Linked DNA regions of Mus musculus: all the other regions are linked to region 3. A link is a contact called in public Micro-C and promoter capture Hi-C data. All regions are on one chromosome and are shown on one strand. Each heading gives the region's core, a stretch centred on a gene start, on an enhancer-like site or on the middle of the called end of the contact. The rest is flanking DNA. Distances are from core to core; before and after follow the strand shown.

Region 1 (3,392 bases), core at 871-3,370, about 20 Mb before region 3:
TCTTTTACCAGTGACCAATGAATGGCTCTTCCAGCTTGTCACCATGATTCAAGTGACCTTTAAAATGTCACCAGCTCAGAGTCAGTGTTCAGTTTGACGGAATGAACTTTAAATTGCCTGGTCTAATTGTCAGAGCCGGGAGTGAATTCTCACGCTCTGGTACTGCAAGAGGTGGGTAGCTAAAATCCTCATGGATACTATTCCAAGGGTGCTGGCCCGACTTAGAAATGGGGCCATCACGGGTTCAGTGGTTGGACCCCCATGGCCTCAGAATGTAACCATAGCTAGAACAACAGTTCTGGGGGATGCGATAAAAGTGAGAGCCTAGAGCCATCTTGGATTCAGTAGTGCACAGTCATGCAGCTCTCCTGAAGAAGACACAGAGTCAAAACAGGGTAGGACCCACGAAGGCAGGAGGCAGAGCGGGATGCTTCAGTTATGAATTAGTGGCCAGGACATCCAGGAGCCACAAGAAATTGAAAAGGATGAAGCCCCTTGGCATCTTGGTTTTGAGCTTCTGGCCTTCTGAGCCTCAGAAGAGCGATCTTCTGTAAATTTAATGCACCCACTGTGGTGTGGTAATTTTAAGGAAGCCCAAAGAAATAAATACAGGGCCTGGAATTGTCACAAGGTCAGACTGGTGCCGGTATTCTGGGACCACCAGAAGCTGTCACAGGGACAGAAAGAGGCAGAGCTACCATTGCACAACTCCCAGCAGCCCTTGGGCTCCTGGGATGCCCAAGGATCTGTCAACAATTACTTTTTCTTGCATAATCTGATTACAGCCATTTCCTGCCACTTTTTACAAACCTCCTCAAGCCCTAATCTGTAACTGTGTCCTAGCTTTCTGCCCAAGAGCTGCTACAGAGGGAAGGAGCCACGGGGCAAGAGCTAGGCATAGGCAAAGAGGCTGTGCTTTCTCTACCAAGGCGCAGGTGTCCTGGACAGAGCCCCTTTGAAGACAGCAGGCTAGGCATTGCACTGGGCCTGAGGCCACCACTCAGATATCATGGAAAGGGGGGGGGGGCGCCTCTAGGGTGTTCCTTTTGTTTTTAATACCTGACTCCACGATCCAGGTTTGCTCCTTAATAAATAACTCCTCTCAGGTGCATTTGAGAGGCTGCCTGAGCCTCTATTGCTGTCCGGCAAACAGGAAAATGACTCGACCCACAGAATGAGGACATTTCTCTGGACTAGGCAAGTTTATAGGCAAATTGGCAGAAGGGATGGGGACGGAATTCCACTGTGTGCTTGCTGCCTTCTGTGGGACATCTCTCTCCTGGCCAGAAGCTAAGTCCCTTAGCCAGCTGGCACTGGGGTGAGCCCCTGAGGCTGGCACCATTCCAAAACGTGCGGCACAAGAGGATGCTTGGAAATGGAGAGAGCAAGATTTCAGGAGAAGAGGGGGTCTGCACACCCCCATATTACCTCGTGAGTCTTTGAGGAGGGGTACGCGGGCAGGGGCAGAGTGGGGTCAAGCCCCAGCTCAGTCTGGGAACTCATTGGATCTTTAGATCTTTCTCTTGCTGTCTTCTTCATTAACCTTGGCGGAGCAGGGACATCTATCCCTCCTCAAGACGTGTAACTGTTTACTGGTCCTGTCTGTTTAGATGCGAATAGTCAATCAGTAGCAGGCAAAGGGATGCGAACTCAGTAGCAGGCAAAGGGATGCGAACCCAGCCTCCAGCCTCAGCCCCAGCTCTCCATCACCCGCCACAGAGCTCACACTTTCTGCCAGGGCTCCTCCTCCCCATCCACCCCAGCGAGGGACACCCGCGCGCCCCTGGGAGGAGTGTGCCTCGGCCCGCCGCTAATCGCCCCCGGCCCCCGCCTTCGCCCGGGTTTCCCGGCCAGAGACGCCCCGGCCTCCCTCGCTTGATCCGGCTCCCGGAGCAGGCCGGGCCACCGATTGGCCGGCGGTAATTACGGGCACGCTCCAGGAGGGGGGCTGGGCGGGGGCGGCCTCCCGCGAGCATAAATTATGCAAATAGCAGGCGCCGCACGGGGCTGACCTGCCGCCTCTCGCCATTCACCCGCGCCGCCTCGGGGGCGGAGGTGGCCAGGGAGGGGGCGCCCATTGTTGCGCGCCGTACTTAAGGGGTCCTGAGGCCGGTCGTGTGCCACACTTGGTGCTCACAGGAGCTGATCTGATCGCCGGCGACATCACTCAGGAGACCAGCCCGGCGCGTGGCCCCTGCAGGCGAGGCGAGGAGGGCCAAGCCCATTCACTCCCTGAGCCCCTGCGATCTTCCCGGCCCTCGCGCCTGCAGCAGGCACAGGCTAGCCCCGGGTCGTACGGACAGTAAGTGCGCTTCGAAGGCCGACCTCCAAACCTCCTGTCCGTCTGTCGGTCCTGCACACTGCAAGATGCCTGCCCCTTTGGAGACCTGCATCTCTGATCTCGACTGCTCCAGCAGCAACAGCAGCAGCGACCTGTCCAGCTTCCTCACCGACGAGGAGGACTGTGCCAGGCTACAGCCCCTAGCCTCCACCTCGGGGCTGTCCGTGCCAGCCCGGAGGAGCGCTCCCGCCCTCTCCGGGGCATCGAATGTTCCCGGTGCCCAGGACGAAGAGCAGGAACGGCGGAGGCGGCGAGGTCGCGCTCGGGTGCGGTCCGAGGCTCTGCTGCACTCCCTGCGGAGGAGTCGTCGCGTCAAAGCCAACGATCGCGAGCGCAACCGCATGCACAACCTCAACGCTGCGCTGGACGCCTTGCGCAGCGTGCTGCCCTCGTTCCCCGACGACACCAAGCTCACCAAGATTGAGACGCTGCGCTTCGCCTACAACTACATCTGGGCCCTGGCTGAGACACTGCGCCTGGCAGATCAAGGGCTCCCCGGGGGCAGTGCCCGGGAGCGCCTCCTGCCTCCGCAGTGTGTCCCCTGTCTGCCCGGGCCCCCGAGCCCGGCCAGCGACACTGAGTCCTGGGGTTCCGGGGCCGCTGCCTCCCCCTGCGCCACTGTGGCATCACCACTCTCTGACCCCAGTAGTCCCTCGGCTTCAGAAGACTTCACCTATGGCCCGGGCGATCCCCTTTTCTCCTTTCCTGGCCTGCCCAAAGACCTGCTCCACACGACGCCCTGTTTCATCCCATACCACTAGGCCTTTGTAAGGCAACATCAATACTTTCTTCCTCCCCCAGTCTAAGAGCAATAATAGATGGGGAACTGGCTGAAGCCTCCGGGGGCCACACTTACCCCCAAGTGAATTCTGGGAGCTTTAAAGGGGGGAGGGGGAATACCTGACCACTTGTTAGGTTGCTGCACCCTCGCTGAAGCTGCCCTCGGTCTATTTCTCCACCCCCAGCACGGCCTCCCCCCCCCCCCGCCCGCCCCCAGACGGCCTTTCGTTTTTGTTGCACTTTCTGAACTTCACAAAACCTTCTTTGTGAC
Region 2 (3,550 bases), core at 1,044-3,543, about 19 Mb before region 3:
CAGTGAGTGAGGAGGGGAGGGGGCTGTGGAAGAACAGAGAATTTATGCTAGTCTCATTCTTCAATATGCCCAGAGTCGGGGCACAGCCTCTTGTTGGTCCTCCCACGTCCACCCCACCCCCCACCCCCTTGATCACTATATGTGCTACTGAAAAGCACACTCCTCTGGCAGTCCCCATTAGCCTCAGTGCTTCTTTGGGGCTCAGGATCTATGAGGATAGTGGAAGGAGTATCTGAAAGGGTCTGAAGACCACTCCACCCACACAGCAAACCTTGATATCTCCAAATAAAAGGACTGCTGTGTCTAACCCAGAGCAGTGCTTAAGGCTTAGGCCCAGAAGGGCACACAGCAATAGCTTAATAACTGCACTGATACACTGCCAATGTATTAACACAATGGTGATGTGAACGACAGATGCTTCTCCACACAGTCCATGTAGGACCTAACTTCACCATTTCCCTGTCCCTGTCTGAGACACACTCCCAGGCGTTCCCACCTCGATCTGACTTGATGGACCTCCTATTTCATGCTATCCAATTGGACATTAAACAGCACATGTGTGTGTCCACCCGTACACAGCCTCCTGGGTCCGGACGTACAGGTGTGCACTGCCATCCTTGTATGATCCAGGCTGCTCTCTGACTGAGGGAGGTAGTGTAGCCCCGTGGACCAACCGAAGCACCTAGTGGGCTTCACTTGCAAGGAGAAATCAAGATACCCCAGGGCCTTAGTCAGCTCCCCGGAAAGCATCCTCCCTCCATCTTTGCCCAAATTCTGTCTCCCTCAATAGACCTGGCCCTAAGGAGCTGGGCACCTTGAAGCAAGGCCAAGGGAGTATGAGACAGTTCTGGCCCCACCCTGCATGTCTGCCCTTGCCCCCACAATTCTCACAAGGCACCCATCCAGGGCCCAGCTACTTCCCTCTGGTGGTAGAGAAGGTAGGAGAAGGACCAAAGGCAGAGCCTTGCAGTCCCCACCACTAACATACCTGTAGAGCCAACCCAAGAAATGACTACAGGAGAAGATGATGTCCTGGGCTCTGGACACTGGAGAACAGAGAAGTGCTTCTTTCCTAAGCCCTAGTCTACCCCATCAGTGGCTGGTTCAGGGGAGAGGTCTGCAGGTGAGGCCCAGAGACAGCCTAGGGGTCCTCCGTGGCTACAGAGGCAGGTCAGGGCCACCTCAGTTGTGACCTGTTTACTCAAGAAGCTGAAGTCCCTGGGCCAGTTAACAATTGTTGGATAAAATCCTTGGACAAACTTCATTGGAGCGTGAGGAGCTAAGGAGGGGACCACTCTTGTGAGCCTAGAGGGTAAAGTCTTTGCTTGGGGAGGGGGGAGCTCTGGAGCTACAGTTTCCTAGCAGTGTATCGGGAGAAAACCCAAAGGCTTCCTAAGCTCCCAGCCCAGGGTTGTGAGACATCAGTCACCTGGCCTACCAGGCCTCTGCTGAAGCCCTGAGAATTCAGAAAGTAGGCCCCACACTGGAGCAAAGTTACCCTAAAGGAGGGCAGAGGCTGGCAAGGCCTACCTGGTGGCTGCCAAAGACCTGATCATTGTAGGTGCAAAACAAAGGGGGATGTGGAAAGGCCACGGGCCTGGTGGGGCTCTTGGGGTCTCCAGTCCCACTCGCCATGGCCTAGAGCCAACAGAAACGTTTCGTCTGATTAGAAGCCGTCATCTCTACCCCAATTCCGGAAAATTGACTGCGGTGCAGAGAGGAAGGCCATGAGAGCAGCCTTAGGGGAGAGGGTCCAAACTAATTAGAAGACAGCATCCGGGGCCCATTAGAGCTCGCAGGCTGCTGTCACTCAGCCGGCCCCGAGTTCCTGGGAGAAGCGACTGAGGTAGGAGGGGCCCGTCTGCCCCTCGAGGACGACACCACCGCTGGGAGCTGCAGCAACCGGGAACCGGCCCCCCGGCTCTGCCACTGACTGCCCTGGCGCTGGCTCGGAGGCGCCGGCTCAGAGCGATCCTGCTCAGCGAACCTTCACTCATTCTAAGTTGTTCTCTCCCGTGGCTGGGGACTTGAGGTGGCCCAGACAGGAGTTGACTCTCAGCGAAACAAGTCACTTGGGGCCCCCAAGGTGTGCACCAGCCGCCCGGGGCTAGCTGGCCAGATGCGTTTCTTTTGTGCGGCCAAGGGAGAAATTCGTGTGTCACCGGGGAAGGAGGGAGAGGCGCGGTGAGGCCGCGGGAGAGGGGGGGAGGTGAGGCGGCGGGAAGGTGGCTGCGACGGGGAGGGCGCGGGCGAGGCCAGGAGGGAGGGAGGGAGAGAGGGAGGGAGGGAGGACGGCGGGGAGGGCGCGGCGCGGGCGGCTCGAGGCTGGATTCCGCCCGCGCCCGCTCCCTCGCTCGCTTGCTCACTCGCTCGCGCCCTCCCTCCTTCTCTCCCAGCCCCCTCCCACCGAGGCCCACCCCACCCACCACCCCTGGCGCAGGGACTGCTGGAACCTGGCTGCGCGCACTGTCGTTTTCAGACAGACTCTGCGGGCTCCGACCCGAGCCTTAGAAACCGGCCTCGAATCGGGACTGGGGCCCGGGCCGGCCGGGCAGCTGAGGCCGGAGCAGCAGGAGCGCGTGGCGGAGCCCCGAGCCCCGAACCCGGTCCCGCAGCCTGGAGAGGTCGATGGAGCTCGAACGGCGTCGCTGTGGGCGCGGGCAGCCCTGGGGGGCAGCCGCTTAGGCGCCACTCTCTTGTCCCCAACAGGTCGCAGCCTGGGCGGCCGGGAGCTCCCAGCCCCGGCCCCTGGAGCGCCCGTTGCGGTCCCCACCTCCATGGACGCCTTCAAGGGAGGCATGAGCCTGGAGAGGCTACCGGAGGGGCTGCGGCCACCGCCACCACCACCGCACGACATGGGGCCCAGCTTCCACCTGGCCCGCGCCGCCGACCCCCGGGAGCCGCTGGAGAACTCCGCCAGCGAATCGTCCGACGCTGATCTGCCAGGTAAACGCGGCTCCCCCAACCCGCGGCGGGCATCCAGCCTCCGCGCACACCGGGCGGCTTGGCACGCAGCCGGGTCCCCTCTGCGTCTCTGCAGCGAGGAGCTTTCTTTTTCCTCCCTGGTCTTAACCTGACGATGAACACGGAAATTTACACGCGCGTTCGCACGCACACGCGAAGTCACTTCCAAACAGTCCCCCACACGCCAAGCCCTGAGTGGGACTGGCAGCCCCTCTGGAGCAGGAGCAGATAGCACGCGGGAGAAAAAAGTTGAGTTTTCCCTAACTGGTTGCTGAGGAGTCGCTGGGGCTCAGGGCGAGAAGCAGATGTGCAGGGAGTAGAAGGGGTGGCCAGACAAAGTGCCCAAAGAGACACCTTGACAGATGGAGGAAAGAATCCTAAAAGAAGAGGTGGGGTCACAGAGCAGGCTAGAAGAGAGGGGTCCGTAAAGCCGAGCTCGAGCTCTGGGGACAGCGAGAGCCAGCCAGCTAGGAGGCGCGGCCTGACTCCCGGCAGAGCCGGCAGAACCCTGCTGCAGCGGGGATCCTGGCCCACGTGGACACCTCAGCCCAGAGCCACCAGGGGTCCAGCCAGGGTGGGTTCTCGA
Region 3 (3,428 bases), core at 400-2,899:
GTTCTGCAGTTCTGCAGGGCTGCAAGCTTGGGTCCCCTCGGTGCGCGCTTTTCAGCTTCTAGTTGCCTCAAGACCCTCGCGGTCCTACTCAGTCCCTCCACCGCCCGTCACCTGACCCCAGTTTTGCACCCTTTTCTCCCTTTCTCCGTCTGTGTGCACAGATGGCTGACTGTGTGGGCTCCCAGTGCAGGGGCTTCGAAAGGCAAATTAAACGGAAGCCCGGTCTCCCTAATCCCCTTTCATTTCTGCCACTAACCTAGCCTTACGCGGTCGCCCTGCAGTCTTATAAAATATGAAGGCTCTTTTATTTTTCTCCTTTCGCATATCTCTTCATTGGCTCAAGTAATACAGTTAGCCAATGCGGCCATCAACATTTGATTAAAGACGCTAGAATTCAGACTGGGAAAGAGGGTGTGGTGCATTGCAGAAAAGGAGAAAAAAAATCAAAACTTAATTTCATTTAAGAAGTAGCCCTGATTATTTTTCCATCTTACACGATCCACTACAGGACCTTGCACGAACGCAGCTGAAGAGATATTTCTTTACTGCAGTCAGTGCTGGATCATCAAAAAATAAAATAAAGAGCGCAGGTGTGTGTGGGTCTGGGTGTGTACGTGATGGACGTGGGTGCGTGTATCAACATGTCAGTGTGACCCTACAGATGACTTCAGGAGGCCCCAGAAAGGAGTTGTACACCAGAGCTTGCCTTGGAAATTTCCTAAAGCGCGAAGAGTTTGTAAACCACAAGAAACCGAAATTTACCCTAGCCTAGGCTTCTTGCCCGACAGCCTTTCCAACCCCCTAAAATAGGTGTCTCTATGCCTGGTATAGATGCCCCTCGGTGGGTGAGCGTCGCGAATAGTGACATTCACAAGAGGGCACGCAGAGTCTATTTCTGGGGGCCCCCATGCGAGCCGAACGAACCCCCGGGGCCTGGGTGTGTACGCGCGCTCGCGTGCGGAGTGTGCGGGCGAGCTCGGGGGCGCTCCCGGGCGTGCGCTTTTGTGAGTGTGTGCGTGTGCTGGGGGGCCGGGTTATGTGCTCACGCGCTCTAGGCTGCGCCTAGAGCTCAACTGTGGGGCTGGAGAGAAAACTAGGGTAGGCAAGTGAGGGGGTCTGCACCCCACTGAGGGCGAGAGAAGGGTGATTCGGACCGGAGGAGTCTCTCCCCTCTGTCCTCCCTGGGCCCAAAGCTCCCCAAACCTCTCTGCAGGGTTGGAAGTGTCTGGGTTCGTTGTGGCGCCAGTGAAGGAGGGAGCAGGTTGAACAATCGAGTGGGCGCACCAGGACTCCCCGTCTCCGGGGCGGGGAGAGGAGAGGGAGCCCCGATTCTGCGCAGGGAGGGGGCGGGGCTGGGGGCCCCTGGAACGAGGAGGCGGGGGTGGCCACTGGGATGAAAATCAGTCACTACAGAGAGGCGAGATTTCGTTGAGATCGCACATTAATTGGAGATATCTGATTAATTCCAGAGTCTTATGACTATAAATGGTGATTCTCTACCAAGGTGTCTATATTATAAAAAAAAAAAAAAATCAATCCGTGTCATCCCCCACGTCAGGCCTGCTCGTGGGCGTGAGGCTGTACTTCCTCCGCCCCCTCCTAATGGAGTGAACCATTCCCAGCTCTCCCCCCCCCCCCCCAGCCTCTCACTCTCTCACTCTCTTTCTGTCTCTTCCTCGCTCCCTCTCTTTCTCTCCTCCCTCTGCCTTCCCAGTGCATAAAGTCTCTGTCGCTCCCGGAACTTGTTGGCAATGCCTATTTTTCAGCTTTCCCCCGCGTTCTCTAAACTAACTATTTAAAGGTCTGCGGTCGCAAATGGTTTGACTAAACGTAGGATGGGACTTAAGTTGAACGGCAGATATATTTCACTGATCCTCGCGGTGCAAATAGGTAAGTGGCCGCCCGGTACGGCTTGGTAGGCGACCGGAGATTGCCTACCCCAGAGGCGCCTAAGGGGACTTGCTGGCCAGGGTCTGCCGCTGGTTGCAGAAAACCCTGCAGACTCCCTGAGTCGGGGCATTAGCTCTTGGGGACTCTGGAAGGAGTTCTGGTTTGGTTTTCCTAAAGAAAGTGATTTCTTTTGCAGGGAAGTGTGTGTGTGTGACCGGCTGTTTTCCAAGGGGGGTTCTCCCTTTTCTCCAAAGCGCACATCCATTTTTTTCCTCCCTCTTTGGGGTTAAAACAGGATCTGAGCGCTCGTAGCATTTGTCCCCTGTTATACTGCAAGATACTATCTTGAGGGGTCAAAAGGTAAAGGGAGGAATAAGATGCCTAGGTAGCTAGGGCTGAAAAGTTTATATGCAGAAAGCAAAGATATTCTAAGGCTGCCCTCAAACTGCAGCATTTAGAACTTTGTCCTTCCTCCGCCCCTCCCCCTAGATCTTAGCTGCAGCGTTTGCTCCGGGCACCGCAGACTACTCCGAGAAGGATAAATCAACCAAATATTCACTGATATACTTTTTCAGGGTCATGTGTGTCTGTGATTTTTGGCAGATTAGCATCTCTATTATTTTTATACAGGAAAGTGGTTTAACGTGTTCGCATTTTGTCTTTTCGTGGGTTTGTAATTTTTGTTTGTGGCGGTTTATTGGATGGATTTATTTAGCCCCCCCCCCCATTTCATGTTAAGGAATGTGAGTCTCAGCTACACTGTTGGGAGGCTTTTTTAAAGTTTATATTTTTCCATCCAAAATGCAAATGTTTTAAGTACTAGTGAATCCGCTTATGTGATACTGGATGGAAACATTAATTAATGTAACTGAAAAGGGAAATTAAAGCAGCTTATTAATAGAATGGACAAAAGGAAAAAAATAGAAAGTCTCCCAGTGGTTATTCTGCAGATGGAGAAAACTGTTCGTGCCAGGCTGGAGCGTTCTTTACAGACAAATCCTTGCAGCATTTCAGGGGTGCGTCAGGGAATTTGTGTGGGACAAGAGAAGAAATACTTAACATTTTTTCTTCATAAGAAATATAGAGAAATTGGGGCTTTCGGAGCATTAAAACTGATTCTTTCTATGGGGTCCATATGCATTTGCCATATTCTTGAGAATTTGTTTGGGGGATTTTTTTGGTTGTTTATTTGTTTATTGTTTTGCAGAAACTGGGATTTTTGCAAAGCAAGGAGCATGCACCGGGATGTTGCCTTTTCCTTTAATTTTAGGAGATGACTTAATGCTTTGCATCTGGTGGTTTTGTGCCTTTGACATTAGTTCAAAGAGCTGCAACCATCCTAGGACATAGATCCCAAGGGCAGCAAATGCTGTAAGTGTTAGAAATAAGTGAGTGTGGCATTTTGCAGTTAGACGACTAATGTTCATAGATTAAGAAACAGCTAATGTTTTAAGATAGGGACTTCACCTGGAGGATGTTTGGGGACTCTGTTTTCCTAGTAGATGAGAATAGAAATAATGAAACAGTAATTTCAGGAG

The links. Promoter capture Hi-C pulls out the DNA fragments that hold promoters and counts their contacts. A called contact is a pair of places that touch in the nucleus more often than the background predicts.
Region 1: a contact with region 3 is called in a promoter capture Hi-C map of embryonic stem cells. The contact joins the promoter of Neurog1 here to the promoter of Nrn1 in region 3.
Region 2: a Micro-C map of embryonic stem cells shows a contact between it and region 3, with 24 times the contacts expected there. The contact joins the promoter of Pitx1 here to the promoter of Nrn1 in region 3. A contact is called at or near these places in 1 of 39 promoter capture datasets (second pharyngeal arch cranial neural crest) and 4 of 484 Hi-C or Micro-C datasets (all in embryonic stem cells).

Annotation. Positions count from the first base shown.
Region 1 is chr13:56,250,908-56,254,299 of GRCm38.p6, reverse strand. Neurog1 (neurogenin 1) reads left to right here and starts at 2,120. Exons shown (of 1, transcript NM_010896.3): 1 at 2,120-3,392. The coding sequence starts at 2,368. The coding sequence ends at 3,102.
Region 2 is chr13:55,830,168-55,833,717 of GRCm38.p6, reverse strand. Pitx1 (paired-like homeodomain transcription factor 1) reads left to right here and starts at 2,293. Exons shown (of 3, transcript NM_011097.2): 1 at 2,293-2,946. The coding sequence starts at 2,778.
Region 3 is chr13:36,732,698-36,736,125 of GRCm38.p6, reverse strand. It overlaps Nrn1 (neuritin 1), which reads left to right and starts at 1,649. Exons shown (of 3, transcript NM_153529.2): 1 at 1,649-1,890. The coding sequence starts at 1,836.